2 separate regions of the Salvelinus alpinus genome follow, and region 1 is linked to region 2. The links are chromatin contacts, called in public Hi-C maps. All regions are on one chromosome and are shown on one strand. The core of a region is the stretch at or near the end of the contact, and the rest is flanking DNA. Distances in the headings are between cores, read along the strand shown. Region 1 holds the start of LOC139557712 (homeobox protein Hox-C8a-like). Region 2 holds the start of LOC139556877.

Evidence for each region. A called contact is a pair of places that touch in the nucleus more often than the background predicts.
Region 1: a Hi-C map of muscle shows a contact between it and region 2, with 6 times the contacts expected there. The contact joins the promoter of LOC139557712 here to the promoter of LOC139556877 in region 2. A contact is called at or near these places in 2 of 3 Hi-C or Micro-C datasets (muscle and red muscle).

Annotation. Positions count from the first base shown.
Region 1 is chr28:32,362,871-32,367,010 of SLU_Salpinus.1, reverse strand. LOC139557712 (homeobox protein Hox-C8a-like) reads left to right here and starts at 2,675. Exons shown (of 2, transcript XM_071372828.1): 1 at 2,675-3,425. The coding sequence starts at 2,990. The region is part of intron 2 of LOC139557713 (homeobox protein Hox-C4a); the gene reads left to right.
Region 2 is chr28:32,206,936-32,211,499 of SLU_Salpinus.1, reverse strand. LOC139556877 reads right to left here and starts at 2,143. Exons shown (of 1, transcript XM_071370973.1): 1 at 1,268-2,143. The coding sequence starts at 2,143. The coding sequence ends at 1,268.

The sequences.
Region 1 (4,140 bases), core at 1,426-3,925, 150 kb before region 2:
CGGTGTGTGATGTTGGGCTCGTTCAAAGGGGGCTTGCTGCAGCTAGTTTGTCTGTTGGGCCCACCGCAAACATGCCGCTGCCTTTAAAAAAGGGTTTTATTTAATCTTAATTTAACTAGGCAAGTCAGTTAAGAACAAATTATTATTTACAATGACGGCCTATTGGGGAACAGTGGGTTAACTGCCTTGTTCAGGAGCAGAACGACAGTGTTTTACCTTGTCAGCTCGGGAATTCGATCCAGCAACCTTTTAGTTACTGGCCCAACGCGCCCCTAGGCTACATTTGCCAACCTCTAAGGGCAGCTCCCTCTCTGAGCAGGTCAGAGTAGACCTAGGCTATCTGACCGCAAGACGAAACCAACGTCAAAAGCAGCATATTCGCATTGGACAATGTACATGTATCTATAGTGGTTAGCAGACAACCCATAGGACAGTATCATGAAAAGCAACAAATATCCTGAGTCTACTGAAATAAAAGCAGACGCTAAACGTAGGAAGCCTACTAATATAGTTTATTTGACGGATCGTGAAATATATATTCAACACATTTGTTATGTCGTCAACTGCATTTTTCCCTCCTGTAATATATGTGGGTTTGATAAAACCATGCATGGTGCAGTTGAATGTTGGTGATCGACCTTAACACTAGATGCCGCTGTTGACCGACTCTTTGGGCCTGTACCGCTAGTGCCTCCGTGCTGTGAATTTGCGTGGTGCAAAAACAGGGAGTAGGCTAGACGTATGCCTGTAGGTCTACTGATGAAAGAAATGCTGCTTCGGTCGTTCATCACATTTTTAAGAAAAAATGTTGTGATATAATTGACTGTCTCACTTGTAGAACTGGGTACAGGATACATAGATTATGCCTGTTTAACCTTTCATGCGCTTGTGTTGTGTGTATAGCCTAGTAATTGTAGGCTATTTCTAGGATAGGTCCATTTTGCATTTGTACATTCCTTTACCTAAATGAGCCATTTACATATTTTATGACCTTTACATTAGTAGAACATTAGCCTAATATTTGTTAACACACTAAAGCTGTTTTGTATACATGTTATGGATTCATTATGCATGATTGTAAACTGTTAACAACTGCTAGCAAATCGATTAGGTTGATTCTGTATATGTGCACCAACATTGATGCTCAATTAACATTCGGACTAACATTTGAAAACATCACACTTTTAAAGTTAAGCGCACTTATTTGCCACTGTTTTTACGCCAGTGGTGTGGCCTAGTTTTCCTGTGGAGAGGCGTGGACCGTGCACCATAAACTTGTATTAGCCACCATATATATACTTAATAGAATATGACACATTTCCGTATCAAACCACTTTAAGAAGAAAACATCTTCAAACAAGTAAAATGAACAAATAAAGAAAGTATTTATTTCAATTTATTGACAAATAACACTAAAGGCTTCAATAATCAATTACCCTAATACAAATTTTAACATGAATACTATATCCTAATAATAATATTATAATACGAGAAGAATAATTATTGTAATAATAATGTTATAATTAGCAATTATAGGCCTACATCAGAAGCAGTATTATAATAGTAGCCTAGTATAGTGAGGTTTTTATAGTTATTTTCTGTGTTTTTGTTGTTGAAATATGTCTATAACAGCAGCTCAAATTTCCACGACGGTAAATTGCAACAAAGACCAGCAATCAGCATATTTATAGACTGTACGACAAGTCTATAAATTTTCTGTGTGCCTTTCCTATTTTACGATCATGTGTAAAAATCGTCAGTAACACCACAAAACCCACATGAGCGCATTCAGGGAGAGACGTTGCTGCAACTACACTAGACACAACTGAAATAAATATTGTACCAGCAATATGTACGCAGGAATAACGAGACATCTAATGCAAGCGGCATATTTACTACATCTACTCATAGGTTTAACAGGGTCAGTACAGTGAGTCGGGTATTCACAACAGGTCGTGTTTATATTTGAGCGTTACGGTGTTTCACGGCCTTCTGTAGTTTAAGTGCGCGAGGGACATGGGACATCGCTTAGACCTATATATATCTCAAGTATGAACACGTAGCATGGGCGAATGTTGCGCAACAAGGGTTAGACATTTGTATATTTTTGTGATTTTGTTAAAGATGTCATTATAGCCTTATTATTGTATGCTATTATCAGTAGACTTACGCACGTTGTATATGCTAAGCCTGGTCTACTCGTTTTTGAAAGTTATATAGGACTATATGTTTTGATTCACTGTCATAATAGCAGGCAGTATAGCGGGCCCGCAAGCAGTGCTATTGTGTAGGCCAAGTATTTATGGTAGGCTACGCTAACAGCATCCTATTTAAACCATTAGTTGATATAAGCAATGGCTCAGAAACATGAGGACTTTATGAACAAAGCCTTTTTATTCTATTCTTTAGGCTATATGTGTGTACTTCTATGTATCATGTAAGCACCGTGTAAGATTAATATGACCACAACGATATTTTGATTTGATAATTTTCACATCTTATGCATCAATTTGAACTCCTCTATCTAATAGAATGGTTAGCGCATGTTGCCTCTTAAGGGGTATGTAGCCTACCCGCTGACAGCTTGTGGAAAAATTAAGGGGGGGGGGGGGGGGGTGATTGGTGTTGGGAGGGGGAATTGTGGTGGGGGTGGTTGGGTGGGAAGCAAAAAAAAAAAAGGAACGCTTGTGACTCTGTCCGCGGAGCAAGCCAGCTTGAACCTCAATGCATCCAAAGCACACACCATGAGCCGGATTTGAGGCTGAAAAATAGAAGATACTGGAGATAGTGAGAGAGACTCGATGAGAAGAGTGTTGGAGCGCGAGAGAGCTGCCTTAGACTGTCCAAAGGGGCAGCGTTTCTCCATCTAGTTCCGGTTTGTCAGTCTGCGCTGTGTGCGACTGGGAACCTAAACTAAAGGCTGCCACAATCCAAAAGAGGATATTCTACAACGAAGAAACCTCGTCTGTTGTTTAATGCAAACTAAACAATGAGCTCATATTTTGTTAACCCTCTTTTCTCCAAATACAAAGGCTGTGAATCACTGGAGCCAGCTTACTACGACTGCAGGTTCCCACAAAGCGTTGCCCGTAGCCACGCGCTGGTCTACGGACCCGGGGCAGCTGCATCGGGCTTTCAACAGCCGTCCCATCATGTCCAGGATTTTTTCCACCATGGGACCACGGGGATCTCCAATCCTGCATACCAACAGAACCCCTGCGCACTGGCTTGCCATGGAGACGCAACGAAATTTTATGGATATGAAGCTCTTCCGAGACAACCGCTTTATGGTACCCAGCAAGAGCCAAGCCTCGCGCAATACCCAGACTGTAAATCGTCTAACGGCTCTAACCCCGGTGAAGGACAGGGCCATTTAAATCAGAACTCGTCTCCCACTCTTATGTTTCCTTGGATGAGACCCCACGGTTAGAATTATTTTGTGTTCTTTTTTATATAGCTATAAATGTGTGTAATATGTGTGTGTGTGTGTGTGTGTGTGTGTGTGTGTGTGTGTGTGTGTGTGTGTGTGTGTGTGTGTGTGTGTGTGTGTGTGTGTGTGTGTGTGTGTGTGTGTGTGTGTGTGTGTGTGTGTGTGTGTGTGTGTAACCTACGTGCGTAAAAGCAAAATATGTAATAAGGAATGGAGGCTGTATCTATTTATTTATTACATTTTTGTGCAACAAATATACATTTCACCCAAAGTAAACGGATTAGGCCTATCTATAGCTCTCGCAAGTATACACAACAGTAGCACTGTAATGTGTAAGGTATAACATAAACATATACCCTTCTTACAAACAATCAGGTTCTCATGTAATAATTCCCAAATAATTAAAAACCAATGCTGGCTAACTTGACGAAGGTTTTGGTGATAAAGATTGTGTTTTGCCTGAGAAAATCTAAAATGACAAAAAAACAACAACAGAAATCCAGTTATTTGAAGTACCTGAAGTACAACTAAGTGCATCCTAAATAAAATTGAAACCTACTCACCAGAATGCCCTAAAAATGTTATGACCAATATGACCAAGTTATTACAGTAACAATAAATGACTTTTAAAGGAAATATGAGGTACTTTGTAATGCTTCTAACATTACTATTTTACGTGATAGTCATCCCGTTCACATTTCCTTACCCTA
Region 2 (4,564 bases), core at 894-3,393:
TTAACTACAAATTCATGTTTCGAGCTAAACTATACTGTTACGGTTCTCTCTGTGATTTCCACCTCTTCAGACGCAAAACATGTTCCGTTGTCCTCCACAGAACAGTTTGTTAGCTCCCGCTATGCCACGTTTCTTCTTCATTTCAATTTGACAGTGACATTTATGTTAATTTGCTCTGTGCAGGAGCAAGGCATCTGGAGAGGCTGCTTTACCATTTTCTCCCATTTTTTCATTCTGACAATAATATGAATGCTGATTTGCACACCACAGTGACCAAGCCCTTGATGAACACGTGGATCTAAGGGAGACACACGGAAAGACACCTCTATGATTATACATAGCAATGACGCTAATAGGGCAAGACCTCTCAGAGAGCCTACGATCATTGAATACAATACAGTAAAATACAATACAATAAAATACAATACCATAAAATACAATAGAATACAGTAAAACACAATATCATAAAGTATAATATAATACAATAAAATGCATTACAATGAAATACAATACAAATTCTTGTCATGTGGAAATCACCAATCATGACAAGAGATTACACAGCACTACCTTAACAAACAACAGACTACAGCACAATACTACTGAGCAGGTAACAGTCAAACAACCAGCTGATTCTCTTATGGACTACACCAGGAGGAGCCGATTCTGCAAGTACAGATTATGTTTGGACCTGGCGAAATGTGGAAGCTAACCGTGTTGGGGATACAGTGGTGTTGGGGGATACAGTGGTGTTGGGGGATACAGTGGTGTTGGGGGATACAGTGGTGTTGGGGGATACAGTGGTGTTGGGGGATACAGTGGTGTTGGGGATACAGTGGTGTTGGGGATACAGTGGTGTTGGGGGATACAGTGGTGTTGGGGGATACAGTGGTGTTGGGGGATACAGTGGTGTTGGGGGATACAGTGGTGTTGGGGATACAGTGGTGTTGGGGGATACAGTGGTGTTGGGGATACAGTGGTGTTGGGGGATACAGTGGTGTTGGGGATACAGTGGTGTTGGGGGATACAGTGGTGTTGGGGATACAGTGGTGTTGGGGATACAGTGGTGTTGGGGGATACAGTGGTGTTGGGGGATACAGTGGTGTTGGGGATACAGTGGTGTTGGGGGATACAGTGGTGTTGGGGGATACAGTGGTGTTGGGGGATACAGTGGTGTTGGGGAGTGCAGTGGTGTAGCTAACCCTTCCCTTATCCATTACTAAACTTAACCCTACTCACTAACCTGCTATGTAAATTCACCTATCCTTTGTCATTTTTGTTCCTGAGTGGCACAGCGGTCTAAGGCACTGCATCTCAGTGCTAGAGGTGTCACTACAGACCCTGGTTCGATTCCAGGCTGTATCACAACTGGCCGTGATTGGGAGGGTAGGCAGGGGTGTGGGTGCTGGGGGTAGGCAGGGGTGTGGGTGCTGGGGGTAGGCAGGGGTGTGGGTGCTGGGGGTAGGCAGGGGTGTGGGTTCTGGGGGTAAGGCAGGGGTGTGGGTGCTGGGGGTAGGTGTGGGTGCTGGGGGTAGGCAGGGGTGTGGGTGCTGGGGGTAGGCAGGGGTGTGGGTGCTGGGGGTAGGCAGGGGTGTGGGTGCTGGGGGTAGGCAGGGGTGTGGGTGCTGGGGGTAAGGCAGCGGTGTGGGTGCTGGGGGTAAGGCAGCGGTGTGGGTGCTGGGGGTAGGCAGGGGTGTGGGTGCTGGGGGTAGGCAGGGGTGTGGGTGCTGGGGGTAGGCAGGGGTGTGGGTGCTGGGGGTAGGCAGGGGTGTGGGTGCTGGGGGTAAGGCAGCGGTGTGGGTGCTGGGGGTAGGCAGGGGTGTGGGTGCTGGGGGTAAGGCAGCGGTGTGGGTGCTGGGGGTAAGGCAGCGGTGTGGGTGCTGGGGGTAGGCAGGGGTGTGGGTGCTGGGGGTAGGCAGGGGTGTGGGTGCTGGGGGTAAGGCAGCGGTGTGGGTGCTGGGGGTAGGCAGGGGTGTGGGTGCTGGGGGTAGGCAGGGGTGTGGGTGCTGGGGGTAGGCAGGGGTGTGGGTGCTGGGGTTAGGCAGGGGTGTGGGTGCTGGGGGTAAGGCAGGGGTGTGGATACTGGGGGTAGGCAGGGGTGTGGGTGTTGGCTGCTGGGTGCTCTAATCCACAGCACAGGTCCCATCGGCAAGGATCATTGAGCTAATTAATAACGTGGCACAGAGAGGGATGACAGTCATTAGGGAGCCGCTCCATGTGTGTGTGTGTGTGTGTGTGTCTGTTTGTGAGTGAGTGAGAGAGAGAGAGGGAGGGGTGCAAAGCACTGCAGATACACACACATAGAGACACAGCAAGATACACACACTCACACAGTCAGATGCATTTCAGCACACAACACCTCTGATGTATACTCTACTAAGAACCAACAGAGAACACAGACACAAACACACACTTGCACTCATGTGGACAGGACAGTATGGTTCTGATCAAAAGGTCAGATAGAGCTGAAATAAATGCATCCCCCTCTCTCCTTCATTTACTGAGCTGAGACATTGTCTGGTTGGACCAATAATAGCAACATTGTTAACATAGACTATAGAACCAGAACATGAGTCCATAGGGGTTTTATTTTATAGATCCCATGACTCCCTGGAAAACTACTGTCACTGAGTGGACCATCCTGGTTAAATAAATGAAAGGAAATTAAATGAATGATGGGTCTATAAAACAGAGATCTTTCCAGCTCTGTGGTGGAGTGTACACACAGGTCAGGTCTTTTATACCCAGTAACACAGCCATATGTTACCATGCAGCTACATATCGCCAATATTTACTGTACACTACTCTGAGAGCTGGAAGGGTAAGACTGAGTATTTAGGCTGCATTTACACAGGCAGCCCAATTCTGATCTATTTTTCCACCAATTGGTCTTTTGTCCAATCAGATCTTTTAACATCAGATCCTTTTCAGAGCTGATCTGATTGCTCAAAAGACCAAATAGTGAAAAAAAGATCAGAATTGGGCTGCCTGTGTAAACGCAGCCCATGTTGTTGGAGCATGTATGATAGCTCAGGCTGCTCCACTAATGAAAGGAAACTACAGGGGTAATTAGCAGAGAAAACAAGACACTCAACAACCTTTTTGTTTTTAGGCCCCAGTAGTCCACACAGCCTCCCTCTGACAGCACAGGGACTAACACACATGCGCATGCTTGCTTGCACACACACACACGCACACGCACACGCACACATGCATAGACAGACACAGACGTGTGCACACACACAAACGCACACACACACACTCATGCACACACTGACGGGCTGTGGCTGAAGGTAATTGGGGAAGCTGGGAGCCTGAGACTAAATCAATGGCAACGACATACACACACAGGATGACTACTAACCGTGATGTGTCGATGGGCGTGCGGTGCGTTGTTTTGGCGCCCTGGGGACTCAAACACGACAAGATAATGTAACGGGTTTGACCTGCCGTAGTCAGGGCAACAGGGAACTGTGTTGGACTAGTGCAGCTCAACAACCTACACACACACACACACACACACACACACACACACACACACACACACACACACACACACACACACACACACACACACACACAAGACTGAATACAGCCACATCAAACATCTTGGTCATATATCGCACACAGGGCTTATGCATGTTCTACCAATCAGATTGGTCTTTGTAGCCCACCACATTTTGCCATGTCAACGTCTTTAAATCTGCTCTGTCTATTTCCTTCTCCTCTCCCTCTCTGTCCAGAGTGAGCCAAGTCAATAAAAGGCATTAGTGTCTGTACCTGCCTGTGGCTCGGTCCTGTAGACAGATACAGTAACCTACACAGAGGAGAGTCTGATGTCTGGTCTGATATCTCTCGCTCAGTGGAGCCACAGGGCAGTAGAGAGTAGAGGCTTTACGAATGCAGGAGCCTGGCTGTGTCTTCCTCTTCACGGTCTTCTGCTAGCATTGTAATCCTCATCCTGACTGGCCTCCACACAGGATGAAGCACAGCACAGGGCCAGTGGAGGGGATGAGGAACGGAGGAGACTCAACCCAGTCTCATGGTGTCTTACTGCAAAGTGATGATCAGGATTTAATGTTGTCTTCTTGAGCCACACCTTTCCCCTTAAAAGCCACATCTTCCACCCTGTGTCCCCCCCAGCAGTCAGACAAAACCTACCCCGCATTACAGTCCTGGTGCTCATCAACTGGCAGCCCATTACAGTCCTGGTGCTCATCCACTGGCAGCCCATTACAGTCCTGGTGCTCATCAACTGGCAGCGCATTACAGTCCTGGTGCTCATCGACTGGCAGCCCATTACAGTCCTGGTGCTCATCGACTGGCAGCCCATTACAGTCCTGGTGCTCATCGACTGGCAGCCCATTACAGTCCTGGTGCTCATCGACTGGCAGCCCATTACAGTCCTGGTGCTCATCGACTGGCAGCCCATGACAGTCCTGGTGCTCATCGACTGGCATGGCACTCAGGCCAGATACACCATCATGGAGGACTGAGTCCAGAGCCCCTTCATTGACACATTTGTTTTGCTGATCTGACTACCTTCCTTTGAGCCCAATGCTGAGGA